3 separate regions of the Mus musculus genome follow, and all the other regions are linked to region 2. Evidence: chromatin contacts called from public Hi-C and HiCAR-type data. All regions are on one chromosome and are shown on one strand. The core of a region is the stretch at or near the end of the contact, and the rest is flanking DNA. Distances in the headings are between cores, read along the strand shown. Region 1 overlaps Glce (glucuronyl C5-epimerase). Region 2 holds the start of A730043L09Rik (RIKEN cDNA A730043L09 gene). Region 3 overlaps Paqr5 (progestin and adipoQ receptor family member V).

Region 1 (3,949 bases), core at 1,411-3,910, 150 kb before region 2:
GACAAAAGCAAACAGACAGTATATCCCATTATTTTAAAAGCCAGACCATTTACAGAAAAGCTATCCTGAGAAACTACCAATGCTGCCACTGCTTCTTCCCTCTCCTCTTCCTCCCCTTTCCTCCTCTTTTTTTTTTTTTTTAAAGACATGATTTTACTTTGTAGTCTTTGGCTGGCTTGGTATTTGATATGTAGACCAGGTTGGCTGCAGACTCACAGTGCAGTGCTGGGATTAAAGGCCTATACTATATCATCCATTCTAAGAAGATAATCTGTTTCTGGGTTGGCGATTCGTCACTGTTGGATACTGCTTTCCAAGTCACTGCTGATTTTTTTTTTTAAAACTGTGTAACCCCTTGCTAGTTGTTGAATGGGAGAGAGGGGACTTTGCTAATTTATACAGTAACAATTATTTGTAGAATTGCTGTGGGGGTGGGGTGGGGGGTATGTTCACATGTGAGTTAACTCTATATGTAGATCAGGCTAACTTTAATCAGAGACCTGCCTATCTCGACCTACCAAGTTCTGATATTGAAGGTGTATGGCACCACCACATAGACTGCTCTGCTATTCTTAACTCTTTTATATCACACTCCCACATCTATCCTTTAGGAAGGAAAACATGCTAAACCAAAACTAACTTCATGTGTAAAAGAACAAAATGCTGGGGCTATCTGGAAACCCAAACTCTGGAGGATGAGGCAACCTAGGCCACAGTGAGACCCACTGCCAAAGGAAAGAGAGGAAGGAAGGAAGGAAGGAAGGAAGGAAGGAAGGAAGGAAGGAAGGAAGGAAGGAGTGGGAAGAGCTGTGTGGAGAGCTGATGAGAAAGGAAGGTATGCCACAAACCAATCAGAAGTTAGCAGTTTATCTTGTCTATAGCACGAAGAACACAGAAGAGCACCACAGACAGGTTACGCCAAACTGTAAACATTTTGTTCCTTGCCACAAACCCAAGAAATGTATTTATTAAAGAATCTAGTTACAGATTAGAACTGATGTACGTTCAAAGCTAGGGCTTTTATTTCTAAGTCTGGAACCACTTCTTTGCCGCTTTGTATTTACACACTTTCTTTAAAATATTAACAACAACCTCACAAACAGTCTGTTTAACAGTAGCTAGAATTTATCTAGTTAACACAACAGCAAAGCCTGCCACAACACAGATGGCAGAACACTTTCTCCTTTCCTCATCAGTGTCAAACAACTTCTATTTCATGATTAACAAGTCTGCACATGGTATTTACAAACTAGTGACAGAATTACTTTATTGGGAAAGTCTACCCAGCAAAATTCTTGGTTATTTCTTAATGCAAAGATTTACTTCTTACTACCCTGGTCAAACCTAGCCAAAATCAGAATGGATAGTCTGCACTGTTGATATGACTCGGGTCTTTAAAGTACACCAATTCCCTGAAAAGCACAAGTCCCCAAATTCTGCTGCAAGTGGAACTGTCTCAGCAGCATTCAAAAATCTCAGTGTGCAAATGTCACTCTAAACTCAGGTCTGGGTATGAGACTGGGATGGTGCTTAAAATTCTAAGAGTTACAGAAGGCTCATTCCTAGCAATTTATAATATCAGGAGGCTTGGCATCTGGCACTGGCTCTGTCATGAGCAAGCCTGGGTACATCTCTATGTGACCATTTCCTCATCTGGAAAGTTATTTGTAATATTTAATATGCTGTGAGACTAGGATGATGTTTTTTAGTTCTCCTACAAAGATTGAACTGACTTCAATATATAAACTATGTCAAGGGGGGTGGGCAACAGTAACAAGAAACAGTTGGAATCTATGGTCTGTTAAAAGCTTAGTTTTACAAGGAAAGATTATTTTACAGTATATATCAAGTTCAGCTATACTTCAACTGCATAGATTTTTATATATCCACTTCCTTCCAAGTCATAAAATAGTATCTATGTTGGAAATGTATGAAAACTTGAATTATCTTAAAATATAGCAATCTTTCAAATTTCTATAAAAGTATCTGCATATTTTCTGATTTTAATAGCTTTCCTACTTTTGTTGAGCTCTTCCAGATAAAATTTTAGTTTCTTTTCTTGGTAGCAGTGGTCTGATGGCTTTTACTTGCTATGTATCTCAGGCTGACCTCCAACTTGGCCCCTCCTGACTCAGCTTCCACAATGTTAGGCACATGTCACTGGATATAGCATGACTTTAACACTGCTAACTCATTTCATAAAAGGAATCACTAGAAAAAAACAAGACCATGGCTACAAAGCATGTTAGCTAATAGTCCTAAACCAAATTCTTACTTTCACCCAGCTCTCTCACAAATGAATGTTACTAGTTATGAGTATGCTAGAAAAAAAGGCTAACTCATGCAACCAGATGAGCATCTTACAGTACCAGTATCTGAAGACTGAGTGGCAAACTTCAAAGATGTACTTTATGATCTACCCGGTATTTACACATTTATGTAATTTCTTCTTCCTCTAGGAGTAGGATGGACCTAATAATCTACTGACAACAACAAAAAAAATCAAATATGGCAGAAATGATAGGATGCCACTATGTGACAAGGTTATTAAAGACTGATGTTCCTGCTACCAAGTTCTATGCTGGGATTCTTTCTTGCTTGCTCTGACAGTCAGCTCCCAAGTTGTGAAATGTTTTATAGGTACACACGGTAAAGAACAAAGGTCTTTGGCCACAGGCAGAAATGAATCCTGCCAACCACCATCTGAACAAGCTAGGAAGTAGATCCTTCTACAGCAAAATTGTCCATTCCCACCCCCTTTTTTTTTAACATTCCTGGAAATCAACCCAGGGTCCTGCTCATACTAGGTAGGTACTGTATTAGCTAGCTACTTCCTCAGCCTTTCCCACTTTCTCTTGAAACCACACTAATCAGACTTCTATGAGGCTCACATGGATTATTGTAATAGTATCCTAAACTTTCTGCCTCGAACTCTCAAGTTTCTCTCACCATTAAAAATAATAAGGTCATACAGTTCCTCTGTTCAAAACCCTCCAACTTCACTTCTCTGACCTCCACAGTGCTGCTCTAGCCTGATTCTAATTCAGTATACTGTCCTTTTCCCTCCTCAGAGCATCCAGGCACACTTTCTACAGATGTTAGTGCTACATCTGGCAATCCCCGTGTTCCTTCCTCAGTTACTCAGTGATTATTCCTTTGAGGCTTCACTAGATGGCCACTTTCTCAAGCCTGCCTACTTCCCACCTCCATGTCTCTCAGCCCTTTCCACATTCCCTTTTTCACCCTTTTCTCTGTAGTATTTATTGCTGATACACTGTATTTTATCTTTTATTTTGTAACTCCATCTTTTAGAATGTAAGCACCATAGGTGACATGCATTTAAGAATAACTATAGCAACCAATGGGATTCTCTCACTGATCTATGCCAGTACAGCAGAATATTATGAATAACTCTGAAAGTACCAAAATGTTACATTCATACTTCAATCATTGCTTTACATTTTGACAAGTTTAACTCCCTAATTATACTCATACTAGCATTATATTAAGTTAGTTTGCATTCTTCTGAATACATACATACTAATTAGAAGAAGAATCAGTTTAGAATCAGACAATAAGCAACTGGATTGTTTTAATTTTTCAGGGCCAGAGAGATAGTTTGGTAGTAAGAAGGCATGAGAACCTGGATTTGAATCCTTAGCATTCATACAAAAATCCAAATACAGCTGTGTATGCCCCTAACATCAGCACTGGAGAACAGAAAGACAGGTCCCAAAAGCTCTCTGGTCAGCCCCTACCCTAAACTGTGAGCTTCTGGTTTGGAAACAGACTGAGAGCCATTCAGGATTCATGAAGACACCCCATCTGCTGCTCTGGCCTTAGCATGTATGTAATAGGAATATGTGCCCACACATACATATTACATACATATAGAAAACAACAATAATTTTCTATTGATAATCCAACGTGGAAACTTCACATGCAGTGC
Region 2 (3,861 bases), core at 779-3,278:
AAAATAATGAATAATGCCCATGTCTGGGCATTGGTGTTCCCCCTATACACTGGGTGGCCCATCCCTTGGCCATTACCTGAAATACACTCACTTGAGCTCTTGAAATCTCCCACCTCTGTGTGTAGCATGTGCAGCTATGTGTGGCCGAGTGAGGCCAGGTTCTGATGTCACATGCCTTTCTCTGTCACTCTCCTCCTTATGTTTGGTGTCAGGGTCCCTCATTGAATCTGGAGATAGTTCAGGTTATTGGTCAATAACCTCCCGGGGTCCCCAGTGCAGTGGGGGGACAGGTGCACCCCACCATACACAGCTATTTTTCCTCAGGTACTCATGGTTGTACAGCAGTGGCGTTACCTATTGAGCTATCTCCCCCCATCCAGTATTGGAGATCTCAGGTGACATTACCATCTCTACATTTGTTTATTTAAAAAATATTACATAAGCCATGCATAAGTATATGGATTTAAAATATCATCATGAGTAACTCCTGGCTAAAGTCTTAAGGTTTTATTTTTTATTTATGTGTGTCTTATATGGGGCTTCCATTGCTTCGAAGAGACACTATGACCATGGCAACACTTATAAAGGAAGCTGGCTTATAGCTCAGAGGTTTTGTCCATTGTCACCATGGTGGGAAGCACAGAGGCATATAGGCAGACGCACTGGAGAAGTAGCTGAGAGTTCTACACCTGGATCCACAGGCAGCAGGAAGAGAGAGTGTGACTGAGCCTGGCTTGAGCATCTGAAACCTCAAAGCCCACCCCCAGTGACACACTTCCTCCAGCAAGGCCATATCTACTTTAATAAGGCTACATCTCCTAACAGTGGCACTCCCTCTGAGCCTATGGGAGCCATTTTCATTCAAACCACCACAATGTGTGTAACAAGAGTGTGTGTGGTGCTGCCCACAGAGGCCAGGAGAGACCATAGGATCCCCTGGAACTGGAGTCACAGGCTTTGTGAACCACCAGCTATGGGTACCAAGAACCAAACCCTGGTCCTCTGGAAGAACAGCCGTGCTCATGACTGCTGAGCATGTCTCCAGCATGTGCCCAGGATAAGGAGCTCAGGTGAAAGCAGAGGGTGGGGAGATAGGGTACCCTTGGCAGCTACCTGGGACAGTTCCTAAAGATGGCGCTTTAATATCTGAACTGGAGCCAGACTGTTGGATGCTCACTGCATCCCTGTGATTGGGGGCCACGGGAGAAGGAAACCCTGAGTAGGGTATGGTCACCGGGCTGGGCCCCCCCCCCATGGGTGAGAGAATCATGTAGGAGTGGGAAAGAGGGGGACGGAGAAAAGGGAAAGGGGGGAGGGCATGTGGAGGTCAGAGAACAGTCCTAAGCAGCTGGTTCTCTCTTTCCACCATCTGGGTCCTGGAGTGGCACTCTGGTCGTCAGTGTTGGTGGCGAGTACCTTCATCTGCTGAGCCATCTCTCTGGCCCGTCATTTATTTTTCTGTCACGTGAACAGGCATGTCAGATAGTCTTTTTTAAACATAATGTTCTATTGGGGTTTCTTTTTTTAAAAAAATATACCTTTTGCCACAAAAACATCAATTTTTTTTTTTTTTTTGAGGAAGGATCTCATGTAGCCCACTCTGACCTTGAACTCACCACGGCGCTGAGACTGGCCTTCCATTTCTGATTCTTCTGCCTTCATATCCACACGTGCTGGATTACAGGCGTGGGCTTCGACGTCTGCACCCGACACACATCGATTTGTTCACTCTGTGGATGGTAAAGTGATGGCTCAGAGAGGCACATCTCCAAGCACAGCACAGCAGAAACTATGTCAGTCCAGTGACCCGACTGCTGACCAGGTGTTTGCACAGGGACAATCTCTGCTGCTGTCCCTAACACCGCCCCCCACCTTTTCAGTCTTGTCTGCCAGGCTAGTGACACTTCTCAGTAAAGCTTGTGTGACCTCTCCTCCCATCAGTGTCCTCTGGCTCCCAGCGCATTAACAAACGGCACTTGTGCACCTAACGGTTGGTTTTGCTAATGCCTGCTGTCTCTCAGAGCAGAATGGCTCTGGCAGCGTCACTCCGCCCGCTGTGTTTGCACTCCTGGTCTCCAGATCCCAGCTGACAACTTGATGTGCTGCACTCCTTTCCAGAGCTCGTACGTTTCAGTACTCCCGTGCTCCAGTGACACTCTCAGCCAGCTTAGGCCTGTCCACCTCACGCGTGCTAGGTCTCCGGCACCACAGGTCAGACCCTGGGAAGTTCACAGCTTACAGAGAAGAAGGACAGATACCCACAGATGGTCAGAGACTGAGCCTGGAGGTGCTGCCTGAAGCAGAGAGTCTGTAACAGGGTGCGTCCTCCAGGCCCTCTTTCATTCCATTTAAACCCTTTAGGAACGATCCTGCCTCCGGGTGAAGTGAAGTGAAGCCTCCGGAGATTCCCTGGTTCTACAGCGCCCTCTTGTGGACAACTGGAGTCTGCCTATAGAGAAAGCAAAGGGCACTTTCGATTAGTCATGGGGGACAGAAGGACACTCAATTCTTCCGACCAAGTTCTTTCACCTATGACCAGTGTCTTAGCTCCTTTCCGGGTTAGTTGTATGTCAACTTGACACAGACTTCATTCATCTGGGAAGAGAGACTTGCACTAGCAAAGTGCCCTGTGATATTAGCCTATACATAATCCTATGGGGCATTTTCTTGATTAATGATTAATGTGGGAGGACCCAGCCCTCTGTGGGTTATGCCGCCCCTGGGCTAGAGGTCCTGGATTGTATTAAAAATAATGGGCTGAGCAGGCTGTGGGGAGCAAGCCAGAAAGCAGCCCTCCTCCACAGGCTGTGCTTCAGTCCCTGCCTCTTGTCCCTGCCCTGACTTCCTTTGGTGACTGACACACTACAATGTAGAACTGTAAGATGAAATAAACCCTTTCCCTCCCAAAGTGCTTTATTACAGCAACAGGCGCATAACTAGATGGTTGTTTTCCAGTTCGTTGATAGAAAAGACCCTGGCAAAGACAACTTGAAGAAGGATGGGTTTATTCTGACTCCCAGTTTGAGGTCCAGCCCATCACAGCAGGGGAGAAAATTCCCATAGGGGGGAACCTGAAGCAGAGGCTCAAACTGAATATTCAGTCCAAGAGCAGAGTGCACCTGCAGCTTTCGGGGAGTCTCCTGACTCCATCTCTTGTCTTGCCCTAAGGCAACTGGGATTACAGACATGTGCTATCATGTCTGCCTTTGTGTGGGCTCTAGGGGGTCCAAATTTGGAACCTCATACACATGTGGCAAGTGCTTTTACCCACTGTCCCACCTTCGATTACTGGAGACTGTGGGGAAGGCCCTAGCACCAGGCCTGGCCCCAGCTCCAACAGGCGAAGCTTCGTGCGAGTGAGCCCCTCTTTTCCAACCACCTTCACTGGAACAACCAGGGCATGTGATTAGCCTCGGTCCCAGTGGAAAAGACTGACGAGGAGAGGTTGTCAGGGTGGCTACGTCCCAGGTGGCTGGATTCTTAGGTATGTAAACCAGATGACTGGATGCAGAAAGGTATTGTCTGCATCTCGCTTCTCAGAAGATCAATGAGGCATGGGTAAAAGGAGGGCAAGGGACCAAGATAGACAGACAGACAGACACACGTGCACACACAGAGGAGGAAAACATCATAGATGCACATCACAGAGCTGTCTGAACTTTGGCTATAAAATTAGTATCACAGCTTGGCTGCTTGGCCCGTATTTCTGTATTTCTTGTTGCAACCTTGGACTCAGCCTCACTGCCCCCTGCAGGCTGCAGGGCTTTACCTCATTCCAGTAAGACTACCCCTACCAAGGCCCATGATAGATAGAGTCCTTCTTCTCGTTTTTAGCAGGGCTGGAATCAAAATGCCCTCTAA
Region 3 (3,763 bases), core at 94-2,593, 240 kb before region 2:
GGCTTCAGCCAGAGTCTGAATGCCCACCTCGGCAAACAGAAGTAGCCTGTGGAGGTCACTGTTCATGAGGGCCACAATGCTGGGCCTCTTCACAATATGTCTGCTGATCAAAATGCAGGCAATATGCTGTCAATAGGTCACAAAGTCAATTTACTGAGTCCTGACTAGCCTGGGAAATACTAGATCAGAAAATATCAGGAGAGGGGCCAACAGCTGTGACACCTACTGGGGCAGAGGTTTTGATCCTAGAAAACACAGAAAGTGTGTAAGTGTGTGTGTGTGTATGTGTGTGGTGTAGTGCACATCTGCACTTGTGTCACTGGGGATCAGTCATGCTATCAAATATTCAGTGATATTTGTGAACTGAAAAAAAAATGTTCCAGACCACCAACCTCAGTGAGTGTCTGGTCAACAAGAATTAAGTCAAATTCTGAGGCGCTGTGGTGTCTAGACAGACCTCAGGGCTGAAGTGGCTATGCAGGTTCCACCTGGACAGGCGCTACAGTTGATGGATGAAGGAAGGGCTTGTTCTGCCTACCTTGCTGGCTACATGGGACCCTTCTCTGCAGCCAGCCCCAAGAGAAGCCTTCTGCTAGACTTGTCTGCACCAGAGCAATGTCCACACCTTGGGGCAACAGGCTTAGTGCTCACCTGCAGGCCAGATCACCTCCAGGCCAGATCACCTTCAGGCCAGATCACCTCCAGGCCAGACCACATGCAGGCCAGACCACATGCAGGCCAGACCACATGCAGGCCAGATCACCTGCAGGCCAGACCACATGCAGGGTTTACTTGCAGCCCAGATGTCACTGTGGGCCACCCAGAGGGAGCCCAGGCCTGGATAATGGTCACTCATAACCTCTTTCTACAGTCCCTGGGGCGGGTGGGGGTAGGAGGATTAGGGCCTGTCCCCAGGTCTCAAACGTCTCCGACTGTTCACTTCTCTGGACATTCAAGGTCTAGTCATGCCTGCTTCCTCCAGGAGGAACACCAATCCCCTACTTAGTCCGACTTCGACCTCACCATATTCCTGACCGCCTCCAAGTGGTCTTAGGGTCACAGCTGAGGTGCAGTTCTCCTGTTTACCAGCTGGTGCCCTTGGTGCCCACCTTTAATCCTAGTACTTGGTAGTTTCAGTTCTCAGCTTTGGGCCTCATAGGCTGGAAGACTGACTGAATAATGGATGGAAGCTCTCTGCCTAAAGCACGCCAGCAGCAAGCCACTCAGTGGCTGGGACCCAGACACGAAGACATGCTCACTCTGAGTCTTGAGGGTGCGGTCACCCTTTAAGCCACTCTTTAGATGGCTCAATTGGAGACAGGGCTTGGTCTATTTTTATGAGACCCTATAAAACCTTATTGAGTATTCTCTCTGATGTTATACGGGTCACTTCACCCTCCACTCACCCACTTACCCATAGGGTGAAGCTGGTGAATGATCTAGAGGTCTAGGCACTCTGTGGATGGAGCATACAACCATGGCAAGTTCCTCAGAAGGATGGGAACACAGAGACTGGTGAACAACTGGGTCAGCTATTCTGTGGACAAAGGGGCAAAGCTGAGAGGGAGAGACCTGCAGGGAGTCCTCATGGAGGGAGTACCAGAGGAGGGTTAGGGTAGATTTGCTGTGGGCGTGGTATGTGTACCGAGTGTGAGAGCTCAGGAGAAGCTGGGACCGGTTGAGCAAAGGTTCAAAGGTGACAGTGATCTCTGAGCTCCTCAAATGGAAGGGAAGCTCTGAGCCCTAGTCCAGTTCTATAGAGGCAGAGCTCAGGTGGGGGTAGGGATGGGGTTTGGGCAATGAGAGGAAACCTGAATCTCCCAGCACATGTGGGTGTAGCTTTGCAGGTAAGGTTGTTCTGAGTTAATTCTCCTTCTCAACTGTTTTCCCAAGCCTGGTGGCTTGCTCCTTCTGAGTGGAAAGACGTGGGTGGAATGTGGGGGTCCCACCCAGCTCCCTTCATCTCTTTCCCCATTCCTGCCCTGCAGGCCCCGCCAGTCTACAAACAGGCTTGCCAGCCACACCCTGAGTTTCCCCTTCGCTCTGCTTAGGGTACAGTGCTTAGCCTCAGCCCCACACAGGGCACACCCCTGGCTCAGGCCAGCCACCCATCCAGGTGTGACAAGGGGCAGGGCTGTCCTGGTCTGGGAAGGCTGCCAGCTCTCAAGGTTTTCTGCAGAGTGGCCCAGACTGGGACTCTTAAACCACTCCTGAGGAGCCTCCCAGGAGCCTGAATCCAAGAAGGAGATGAGCCAAATAGACAGAGCCACTTGCAGAGACAGAGAGAGCAAGGCAGAGCTGGATATTGGGCGCGGCTGAACCCTGCCAGGGCGGGGAGGACAAAGCAAATAGCCTTCTGCCTTCTAAAGTGTTTTTTTTTAAACCAGAACCATTCTGTAATGATGGCCATGTGACATTATGCATTTGTCAAACCCACAGAAGGCACAGCACAGAAGAAGCCCTAATAGAAACAAAGATCCTGGTTAATAACAATGTATCTGTATTGATTAGCTCACATTTCTCTGGCTAGGGTGTGGTGATGTACATCTGTATCCTAGCAGGAGATGGAGGCAGAAGGAACAGGAGCTCAAGGCCAGCCTTGGCTACTTTGTCTTAAGCAAAAGTATCTCTATCTCTATATCCATTATACATGCCACTTTAACAGCAACAGCCTGGGGATGGAGTGGAGGAGCCGAAGGAAGGCTCTGCACCTTTGTACAACTGTTCTTGTAAATAACTAAAGCAACTGAGGAAAAACCATCCAAGTCAGGGCTTTCCCAGCATGCACAAAGCCCTGGGTTTGATTTCCAGCACTGCATAAATGGCACCGTGTAGTGGGACAAGCCAGAGATCTCAGTATCCAGGGAGTGGAGCATCAGAAGTTGGTTATTCTCCACTACATAGCAAGTTAGAGTCCAGTCTGGGATACACCAGACCCTGTCAAAAAAAGCCAAACCAAACCAAAAATCAAACAGACATGATAGTCTCAAAGGATTACTTAAAATATTGAATAAAAACAAAACCTAGGCCTACACTTAAGAAATTGGGGGTCCTCACATAGGAATCTTGAACCCCAGTTCTTCCTTTCCTTTCCTTTCCTTTCCTTTCCTTTCCTTTCCTTTCCTTTCCTTTCCTTTCCTTTCCTTTCCTTTCCTTTCCTTTCCTTTCCTTTCCTTTCCTTTCCTTTCCTTTCCTTTCCTTTCCTTTCCTTTCCTTTCCTTTCCTTTTCTTTCTTCCTTCCTTCCTTTCTTTCTTTCTTTCTTTCTTTCTTTCTTTCTTTCTTTCTTTCTTTCTTTCTTTTGTTGTTGTTGTTGTTGTTGTTGTTGTTGTTTTTTGGTTTTGTTTGTTTGTTTGTTTTTCCAGACAGGGTTTCTCTGTGTAGCCCTGGCTGTCCTGGAACTCACTCTGTAGACCAGGCTGGACTCAAACTCAGAAATCTGCCTGCCTCTGCCTCCCAAGTGCTGGGATTAAGGTGTGCACCACCACTGCCCAGTCCCACTTCTCTTGATAAACATAAAGCCACATAGCTCTGGGTTCACTCATCACAGTCTAGACTCCTGGTGACAAAATCAATTGTCCAATCACAAGGAGAGAAACTGAGTAACTTCAGCTTGAGGCTCAGAGCACACAGAGTCCTAGACGCCCATTTCCCACAGGACTGGAAGGGGTGGGAGCACTGTGAGAACCAAGGGCCCCAGGGCAGTTTCTAGACTCACGGGCTTACAGTTTACAGATCTGCAGCCAGGGGGCCAGTGAGATGGCT

Evidence for each region. A called contact is a pair of places that touch in the nucleus more often than the background predicts. HiCAR-type assays count read pairs that join an accessible place to other places.
Region 1: a contact with region 2 is called in a Hi-C map of liver, with 4 times the contacts expected there. The contact joins the enhancer-like site here to the promoter of A730043L09Rik in region 2. A contact is called at or near these places in 8 of 39 promoter capture datasets (cranial neural crest, embryonic stem cells, frontonasal cranial neural crest and 3 more), 2 of 484 Hi-C or Micro-C datasets (embryonic stem cells and liver), 1 of 115 datasets of contacts at active chromatin or transcription factors (embryonic stem cells) and 1 of 9 other capture datasets (embryonic stem cells).
Region 3: a HiCAR-type map of kidney shows a contact between it and region 2, with 4 times the contacts expected there. The contact joins the enhancer-like site here to the promoter of A730043L09Rik in region 2. A contact is called at or near these places in 15 of 39 promoter capture datasets (the 3T3-L1 cell line, 3T3-L1-derived adipocytes, the C10 cell line and 11 more), 2 of 15 datasets of contacts at CTCF or cohesin (embryonic stem cells and stem cell-derived epiblast-like cells), 12 of 484 Hi-C or Micro-C datasets (the AML12 cell line, bone marrow-derived macrophages, cerebral cortex and 3 more), 8 of 115 datasets of contacts at active chromatin or transcription factors (SST interneurons, embryonic basal ganglia, embryonic forebrain and 4 more) and 1 of 9 other capture datasets (embryonic stem cells).

The regions. Positions count from the first base shown.
Region 1 is chr9:62,094,146-62,098,094 of GRCm38.p6, forward strand. The region is part of intron 1 of Glce (glucuronyl C5-epimerase); the gene reads right to left. Among named protein-coding and RNA genes, the nearest start is that of Mir5133, 26 kb to the right of the region's middle. Within about 2 kb of position 2,661, at least 3 of the 459 cell types and tissues checked have an H3K27ac peak or open chromatin away from gene starts, as enhancers often do. A contact at or near this core is called in liver, where this site is marked.
Region 2 is chr9:62,242,072-62,245,932 of GRCm38.p6, forward strand. A730043L09Rik (RIKEN cDNA A730043L09 gene) reads right to left here and starts at 2,029. Exons shown (of 3, transcript NR_040769.1): 1 at 1,873-2,029; 2 at 1,617-1,730; 3 at 525-1,458.
Region 3 is chr9:61,998,143-62,001,905 of GRCm38.p6, forward strand. The region is part of intron 1 of Paqr5 (progestin and adipoQ receptor family member V); the gene reads right to left. Among named protein-coding and RNA genes, the nearest start is that of Gm35152, 23 kb to the left of the region's middle. Within about 2 kb of position 1,344, at least 38 of the 459 cell types and tissues checked have an H3K27ac peak or open chromatin away from gene starts, as enhancers often do. A contact at or near this core is called in embryonic stem cells, kidney and uterus, where this site is marked.